Linked DNA regions of Bos taurus: region 2 is linked to region 1. Evidence: chromatin contacts called from public Hi-C data. All regions are on one chromosome and are shown on one strand. Each heading gives the region's core, a stretch centred on a gene start, on an enhancer-like site or on the middle of the called end of the contact. The rest is flanking DNA. Distances are from core to core; before and after follow the strand shown.

Region 1 (4,114 bases), core at 692-3,191:
CATTCACAGCTCACCCCTCGCCCCGGGGCACTGGGAACTGCAGTGCAGTGAAAATTTCAGCCTGACAGCACTGTGCTTCCAACCAAAAGTGGAACTCAACTTTTACATCCATCAGTTTGGAAGAAATGAAAATAGAACTCCATGGGTAGGTGGATGTGGACGGAGACTAGGTTGCCCTGATTCCAAAAGGCGTTGATTGGTTGAGTAAATTGATGCTAAGATGGACGATATCATTCTAAACATGTTTAGCTTTCTGGTTCTAGCTCAGCTTGGGTGAACAGTCCAAATTCTGTCAGACATGTTTTTCTTTGGCTGTCAGCACCGTGTCTGTTGCCAGGATTCTTCCTTCTCTCCATCAGGCATAATTTTTAGACTGCCTTTCCTGTCAGGAAAAGTTTAATTCATCATTTTCCTCAGGCTTTGAGAGAATTTCTTCAGAGGGAAAGTGGTGGTATGGAGTGACTTCATGACAAAAATAAATATTACAGCACTTTATTCATGTGTAATAAAAAATACTTATTTTTGAGTAGGTAGTACATTCAAAAAGTTCAAATGTGAGTACAGGGGAGAAAACTCCATATTCCTACTCCTGTTTCCCAGGCACCTGGTTCCTAGGAAAGACAGAGGCAGGGTCTTTCGTCTTCCTGGAAGCGGTCTCCATATAAATTAGCAGAGATATTCTTCATATGGGCCTCCCAGGGGACTCAGTGGTAAAGAATCTGCCTGCCAACATAGCAGACCCATGTCTGATCCCTGGGTCAGGAAGATCCTCTGGAGAAGGAAATGACAACCCACTCCAGGATTCTTGCCTGAAGAATCCTATGAAGAGAGGAGCCTGGGGGGCTACAGTCCATGGGGTCACAGAAGAGTCTGACACTCTTAGTGACTGAGCATGCATGCATGCATTCTTCATATGGCTTCTGAAAGTAACTTTTTCTAATTCCTAATTCAGATAATTCTGAAACCAATATATAAAATATACATTAAATGTACCAAAATGGGTTGTCCAATGAAAGCCCTGAAGCTAGACCTCGTGATTTGTTTGGTGTTTGCTTTTATTGCTTTTATAGAAATGTGACTGAACTTGTAATTAGTCTGGAAGCGTTTTAGGTACTCTGGAGTTTGATAAGGCAAGTTTCTTTTTTTTTTTTAATTGGAATATAGTTGGTTTACAATGCTGTGTTAGTTTCAGGGGGTATTGCACAGCGATTCAGTGATATACATACATATATTCATTCTTTTTCAGATTCTTTTCCCATATGGGTTGTCACAGAATATTGAACAGAGTTTCCTGAACTCTACAGTATGTCTTTGTTGGTTTTCTGTCTCATCCACAGTAGTAAATATGTGTTAATCCCAAATTTCTAATTTATCCCTTCCTGACTTACTCTTGATACAGCATGTTACTTCTCTCTTAATGTCCAGTTCATCATTTCCTAGTTTTGGCTACTACTCATATCCCTTTGAAACGGAGGGTAGGGCCTCAATTCTTGAAAATGAGAGAACAGATTTTTTTTTTTTTAAGATGAGTTCTTTTGTTATTAAAACCCAAGGGAAAAGCTAGCTGGAGATCCACCTGGCCATACTCCAAGAGGGGACCCTTGGTCACTTGAGGCATATTTATTTTCTTTTTTTTAATCGGAGGATAATTGTTTCACAACATTGTGTTGGTCTCTGCGATGCATCAACATAAATCAGCCACAGGTACACGTATGTCCCCTCTCTCCTGAACCTCCCTCCACTTGGGGCATATTAAACAATCCAGGGAATCCGCTGGGTCTGGAGGACACATCTGTTTTGCTCCTGAAGCTTAAAATGGGCTGGAACTACAGCAGCTGGTTGAATGGCCTGATCTTCAATGAACAGGCCTGGCCTAGCCCCACCTCCACACAGCAGGTCTGCTCAGCTTCTTGCCAGAGGTCAGCACTCAGGCCCAGGGAACGTGTCACTTATCTTTCTCTTTGCCCTACTCCACCTCCTACCACGCCTAAGGGAAAGCTCTCCAGGCCTAGGAGTGGGTGCAATTTGTCTTTTAATTGCTCTATAGCCTCTAGAAGATAAACCTATACAAAGTAGGCCATCCTTAAATGTTGACTATCGTAAGGCAACAAATTAAAAAATAAATGTTTATAGCATGTACTGTTATTTTATTTTATCATTTTTAATTACAATTATTCACTTTGATCTAGATTACAAGATACCTGGTCACCGAATTGATTTTGCTGGGTACTTTTTGATGTCTGAGAGAGGAGTCTGATTTCCTTGCCTGGGGATTTGCCTCAGATGCTTTCAAATTCCCCTCCTCAGTCTATGGAGTGAAGGGGACTCTTGTGTATACAGGACCCCCTCCCCCACCCCCAGCTGTGTTGGGTCTGGAAAGTGTTAGTCGCTCAGTCACGTTGACTCTTTGTAACCCCATGGACTGTAGCCCAACAGGCTCCTCTGTCCATGGGATTCTCCAGGCAAGAATACTGGAGTGGGTTGCCATATCCTCCTCCAGGGGATCTTCCCAACCCAAGGATTGAACCCAGGTCTCCTGCATCACCAGCAGATTCTTTACCTGGAAAGCTCTAACTATTGGGTTGGCCAAAAAGTACCTTGGGTCTTCTGTGAGATGTTATGGAAAAATCCATCTGAGCTTTTTAGCCAACCCAATACTTGTGACCTGGTGACCAATCAAATGCTTCTAAAAAAGGTCTCAGCTTCCAAGATTTTATTGTATCAACCTTCTGACTAATTTCTCAACCTCTGCTGTGGTTCAGTCACTCATCTGACTGAAATGAAATTTCCACTGAAAAGTTGATATTTTTGGTGTCTTGCAGCAGCCCAGTATATCTCTCACATCATAGAGCCCCTCCTCCTTGTTGTTGCAGGCCATGAAGCTGGGGAGGGATCCCAGAGACAGAAGGGGAATCCTTTCCTTTGGATTTATTTAATGATATAAAATATACCTGTAGTCCTCAACGGGGATGTGGTTCTTCCTTCTTCATTCCCTTTGTTGACCATGGAGGAGAAAGTGTATAGGACCTCCCGAGGAGAAATGATGGAGTGGAAAGACGTTGAGTCTTTCCAATATCATCCAAGTTGAATATTCCAGGGCAATAAATAACTCCACCAAGCAAGCCTTCCTCAAGAAGGCGCAGGTGTGGAATGAAATGACAAGCAGCTATGCCTGGGGCACAGCCAAACTAAGCCACTGCCTTCTTAGACACCTGTTCAGTTCAGTTCAGTTGCTGAGTCATGTCTGACTCTTGGTGAGGCTTTCCTGTCCATCACCGACTCCCGGAGCTTGCTCAAACTCATATCCATCAAGTTGGTGATGCCATCCAACCATCTCATCCTTTGTTATCCCCTTCTCCAGGCTTCAATCTTTCCCAGCATCAGGGTCTTTTCCAATGAGTCAGTTCTTCACATCAGGTGGACAAAGTACTGGAACTTCAGCTTCAGCATCAGTCCTTCCAATGAATATTCAGGACTGATTTCCTTTAGGATTGACTGACTTCTCCACCTTTTGGTTAAGATCAAGTGTAGACCCCTGGGGCCTGAGTAATCCTTGAGACTTCCCGGTGTAGGCCCAAGGTTCTGGTTATTCTATTGTGACTGTGTTTTGACTCATCTGGTTCCCAGGCAAGCCAAGGCAAAAACGAACCTGCCAACTCCTACCTCAAATTCACTGAACAAGACGTGGAATTTCTTTCTTTCTTTCTTTCTTTTTGAGACATGGGATTTCTTTCTTTCTTTCTTTCTTTTTAATGAATTTATTTTTTAACTGAAGGATGATTGCTTTACAGAATTTTCTTGTTTAATGTCAAACATCAACATGACTCAGCCATAGGTATGTATGGGAGGGAGGCTCAAGAGGGAGGGGACATGGGTTTTCTTGGTGTTTGATTTGTTGTTCTCCAAGCAGAAGTTTCATTCCACAGGAGCATTTCTCAGCACCTGATCGCATTTGCATAACGATTTTTATGGAATCTACAACCAAAGCCTTGATATTGATCCCCCAGCTGAGTGGAATATCTACACACATAACAGCCCAGAGTGCCCTGAATCCTACCCCTTATTTTGTTGGTGCTGCTCCCACTCAGATGGATCAGGTTAGAGCAAAGCCTCC
Region 2 (4,114 bases), core at 702-3,201, 70 kb after region 1:
TTCTGCATGGTGCAGCCAATAAAATAACATAAAATTTAAAAAAAAAAAAAAGGAGATGTAGGGGTAACCATAGACTAAAAGAGATTTTACAATATGAGACACATTACTCAATTGCGAGGTGGGGATTCAAATAAACTGTAAAAATTTTTTTTTAAACATTGATAATTGGAACTTTGAACTCTGATGGGATATATGAAGATTTTAAGGAATTATTAATTTTTTACATGTGCTGCTGGCATTGTAAAAGTGTTACTCCCTCAGTTGTGTCCCGCTTTTTTCAAGCCCATGGACTGTAGTCCACCAGGCTCCTCTGTCCATGGAATTCTCCAGGCAAGAATACTCGAGTGGGTAACCATTCCCATCTCCAGGGGAGCTTCCCAACCCATGGATGGAACCTGGGTCTCCTGCACTGCAGGTGGATTCTTCACTGTCTGAGTCACAAGTCGAGCCTAAGTTAAAAATTCATTGGCCAATCCAAAATCTGTCAATCCTTTTCTTTTACTATTAAACACATTATTATTACTAGTAATATGAAGTCTCATTTGGTCGACTTGTCCAGTCACTTTCACTGGAGATCTGGAGGCTAGCCTTGGCAATAGGAAACCTGGATTCTAATCTTACTTTCCTATTCACCGGATGAGGGACTCTGGACTCTCTGGGTCTCCCTGGATACTCCCTGGGGAAACGAGGGACAAGAATGATTTTTAACATCCTGCTGGCTGTGGATTCCTGGAGTGATTAAAAGATTTGAGTTCTGCAGTCTGACTGTCTGGGCCAACCCATGTATATCCAAGGGTAAATTTACTTAATCCTCTAGAGTGTTGGCTTCCCGATTGTAAGAACCATAAGGGATCTTGTGAAGATTAAGTGAGATACATAATGCACTCATTCCATAAATACTAAGCACCCAGCCTGCAGCTCTGGGAGGGGTAGGGGGTGGAGCAGAGAAGAAAACAGTGGGGTCTAGGTTATTTGGAGCCTTAAAGGGAGATCCCAGGGAAAACACAGTAAACACTAAAGAAGGAGTAGGATTTTATTTACTTTATAACAGTGGGTCAAAGGTGGGGGTCTCTGATAAGATTAAGGGAGTGAGCAGGGCTTGCTCTCCCTTAATCTCTTCTAGAGTAGCAGGAACAGGATTTTAAATAGCCAGAACTATGAAGAAAACACAGCACAGCCATTTCACTGCGGGTGATTTTCCTGAACGTGGAAATTTTCACGTGGAAATGTTGCAGATCCTCCGGGCTGCAATATTAAGTAGGTTGATTGGGCTTACAGAAGTTGCCTGCAGTGGGCGCATGGATAACAGCCTCCCACATGTAGCAGTGGTTCTCAGCCAGGTGGATTTCACCTCCCTCTACCATGACTCCACATTTAGCAACCTCAGGGAATTTTCGGTTGCCACAGCAACACGGCATGGGGTGGGGAGGTCATTCTGGCATCTAGTGGGTCAAGGCCAGAGATGATGTTCAATATCCTACACGGCACAGGGCAGCCTCCACACCAAGAAATCATCTAGTCCAAAATGCCAACAGAGGCATAGCGGAGAAACCCTGCTATAGAGTGTACAGCCCCGGCAAGGGTTCCTGACTCAAGAGGGAGCTTACTGTGTTCTGGATCCAAATGGAAATCCCATGTGGCTGAGTAGATTAGGATGAAGTGAGAGAGGCAACCTGGGCTAGACGGATGGAGAGCTGTTTAGGACACAGGGTGATGAACTCTGAATTATCCCCAAAGCATTGGGCAGCCCTTGAACCCCTTCAGGCAGGGGGAGGAAGGCAACCCAACTAATGCGCTTTGCCTGCAAGTGCGGCCGCAGTAACTCCTCCCGGCCAGCAGAGGGCGCGAGCCGACACTTGGCCTCCGGCCGCCCGGGGCGGGCCTCTTCTTGCCGTCCCCGCTTCCTCGTCTTTTCCCCTCAGGAGAAGTCGGGAAGGCGGCGGCGGCGGTTGTCCCACGACCGTCGGGCCGGTTCGCGTGGCCCGTCAGCCCTCGCTCCGCAGCGTGTCCGCCTCGCGCTCAGCCCGGTCGAGTCGAGCCGCAGCGGCCCGGGTCCGGCGCAGGCGGCGCGCGCTGACGGAGGGCGGCGGCCGCGGCCAGGGCGGCCGGTGGGACCGCAGGGTCCCCGGCGCAGCGCCGCCCGGCTCCCGGCCCTGCCGGCCTCCTCGCTCGGCGCCGCGGCCATGGCGGCCAGCGCGAAGCGGAAGCAGGAGGAGAAGCACTTGAAGATGCTGCGGGACATGACCGGCCTCCCGCACAACCGAAAGTGCTTCGACTGCGACCAGCGCGGCCCCACCTACGTGAACATGACGGTCGGCTCCTTCGTCTGTACCTCCTGCTCCGGCAGTCTGTGAGTGCGGGGCGGCCGGGCGGGCGGCCGGCCCTTCCTCGGGCGTGGGGAGCGGTTGGCCGCGCGCGGGGGGCCTCACGCGGCTCGGGACCATGGGCCGGGATGCTCTGGGCCCGCGAGGCCGGGGATGCGCTTTCGGTTTTCGCCGGGCGAGGGTCCAGGCCCGGCGCGGGGGTGGGTAGCCTTAGTGGCTGGGGTGTGGGCGGGGTCGGGGTCGGGAGAGGGCGCCCGGGGTGAGCATCTCTGGTCCCCGCGGAGCCGGCGCCTGCCCGCCTCCCTCGGGCCTCCGCTAGTCCGGGAGCGCAGACCCGATGGAGCTGCAATGGGAGGACGGGAGGAGGCTGGGAGGGCCTCGCGGGTCCTTTGTGTGCCCCGCCTCTCGGCCGGGGCGCGGCGGTCCCTAGCGAGGCACCTGCTGGGTCCCCGGTAGAGGGGTGGTGGGTAAGGCTGGGGTGGGAGAGAGAGCAGGGACGCTTAGCATGTTTGTTTTTTTTTTCTCTTGGATCCAGAGTTCCTAGGACACTGAGAAAGCCAGCACTTAGAAATAGTAGCGGGGTTAAAATGTTTTGATGGCAGAGATGGGAATCCCAAGGGAAAAGTTGAGGGGAGGGGAGAGGGTCCGCGTTTAATTGCGGGAGAAGGAGCCAGAGAAAGCAGGCGTGAGATTGTGGGACTTCAGCTTTATGACCCAAAGAGAGCCTTGAAGAGTTGGGGTAAAGTTTTAAATGGAAGTAAGGGACTGACTAGGAGCTGTGTCATTGTCCATATGGTGGTGGTGTTATCTGTAAGATTTCCCCATCAATACCCAAGTGTCCTGTCGTGTACACAGAAACGAGAAGAGATGGAGGACAGTATTGTTTCAGGAAAAGGGAGACTGCCGTCTTGAATTACTGGAATGGTTTGCATTTGTTCCTCTTTTCTTCATTAAGCTGTTTTTTTTCTATTAAGATGTTTGTTGCTGAGATAGAAGGTTTTTCTTTTCTTTTTTTTTTTTTTTTTTTGAGAGTTTATAGTTGATTCTGGAACTAAGTTGTTTTTATACACTAAATTATCTTGTAGTAAGTTACCAACGAAGAGGTGATTACTAAATGGTCTTAAAACCTTTGTTATATCAAACATCTACTCAAATTCTTTCTCTCGTTCCATTCTTTGAAATCAATTATTTGGTCTCCCCCTTCCCCTCCAGAAACTTTGTAAGATTAATCTTGAGGCGAAGTGTATAATATGTGAGAAAACTTGATTTTTTTTTTTTTTTTTGGAAAATGTAAGGCATGCCCAGTTATGTACGATTTTTCATCTTCCTAAGTTGGGCAAAGATGTCTCCCATGATGATTATTTCTTTAACATATTTATTGGGTGCCTACTAGGTTCTCTGTAAAGCCTTGGGGAATGCTGATGAATAGAGCAAGGTCTTTTGTTCTCTTGGTGCTTACATTCGTGTTGGGGAGATGGTAACATAGTAAGTAATCAAGTGAGAAAAATGTCAGGGGCAAGAGTGCACTGAAATAGTAAGATAGGAGGAGAGACCTTCTCTGAGAAGTCACTTTTAGATTGTAGGATCAAGAAAGCACTCTGAGAAGTTGATAATTAGTGATGTTGTTGAATTACAACAGAATCCTAGAGCTGGGTAGTGCTTAGGAGATAGTCTGGTTCATTCTTTACATTTACAAATAAAAACTGTGGGCAACTTTGGTTTTAAAACAATGAAGGCTGTAGTCCAGTTTGTTTTGAGGGTAGTACTTGACTTTTTGCATAGTAAGTAGG

The links. A called contact is a pair of places that touch in the nucleus more often than the background predicts.
Region 2: a Hi-C map of blastocyst shows a contact between it and region 1, with 2.3 times the contacts expected there. The contact joins the promoter of AGFG1 here to the enhancer-like site in region 1. A contact is called at or near these places in 2 of 11 Hi-C or Micro-C datasets (blastocyst and liver).

Annotation. Positions count from the first base shown.
Region 1 is chr2:115,557,885-115,561,998 of ARS-UCD2.0, forward strand. No RefSeq gene overlaps it. Among named protein-coding and RNA genes, the nearest start is that of TM4SF20, 30 kb to the left of the region's middle. Within about 2 kb of position 1,942, at least 11 of the 102 cell types and tissues checked have an H3K27ac peak or open chromatin away from gene starts, as enhancers often do. A contact at or near this core is called in blastocyst and liver, where this site is marked.
Region 2 is chr2:115,628,159-115,632,272 of ARS-UCD2.0, forward strand. AGFG1 (ArfGAP with FG repeats 1) reads left to right here and starts at 1,952. Exons shown (of 13, transcript NM_001038171.2): 1 at 1,952-2,350. The coding sequence starts at 2,184.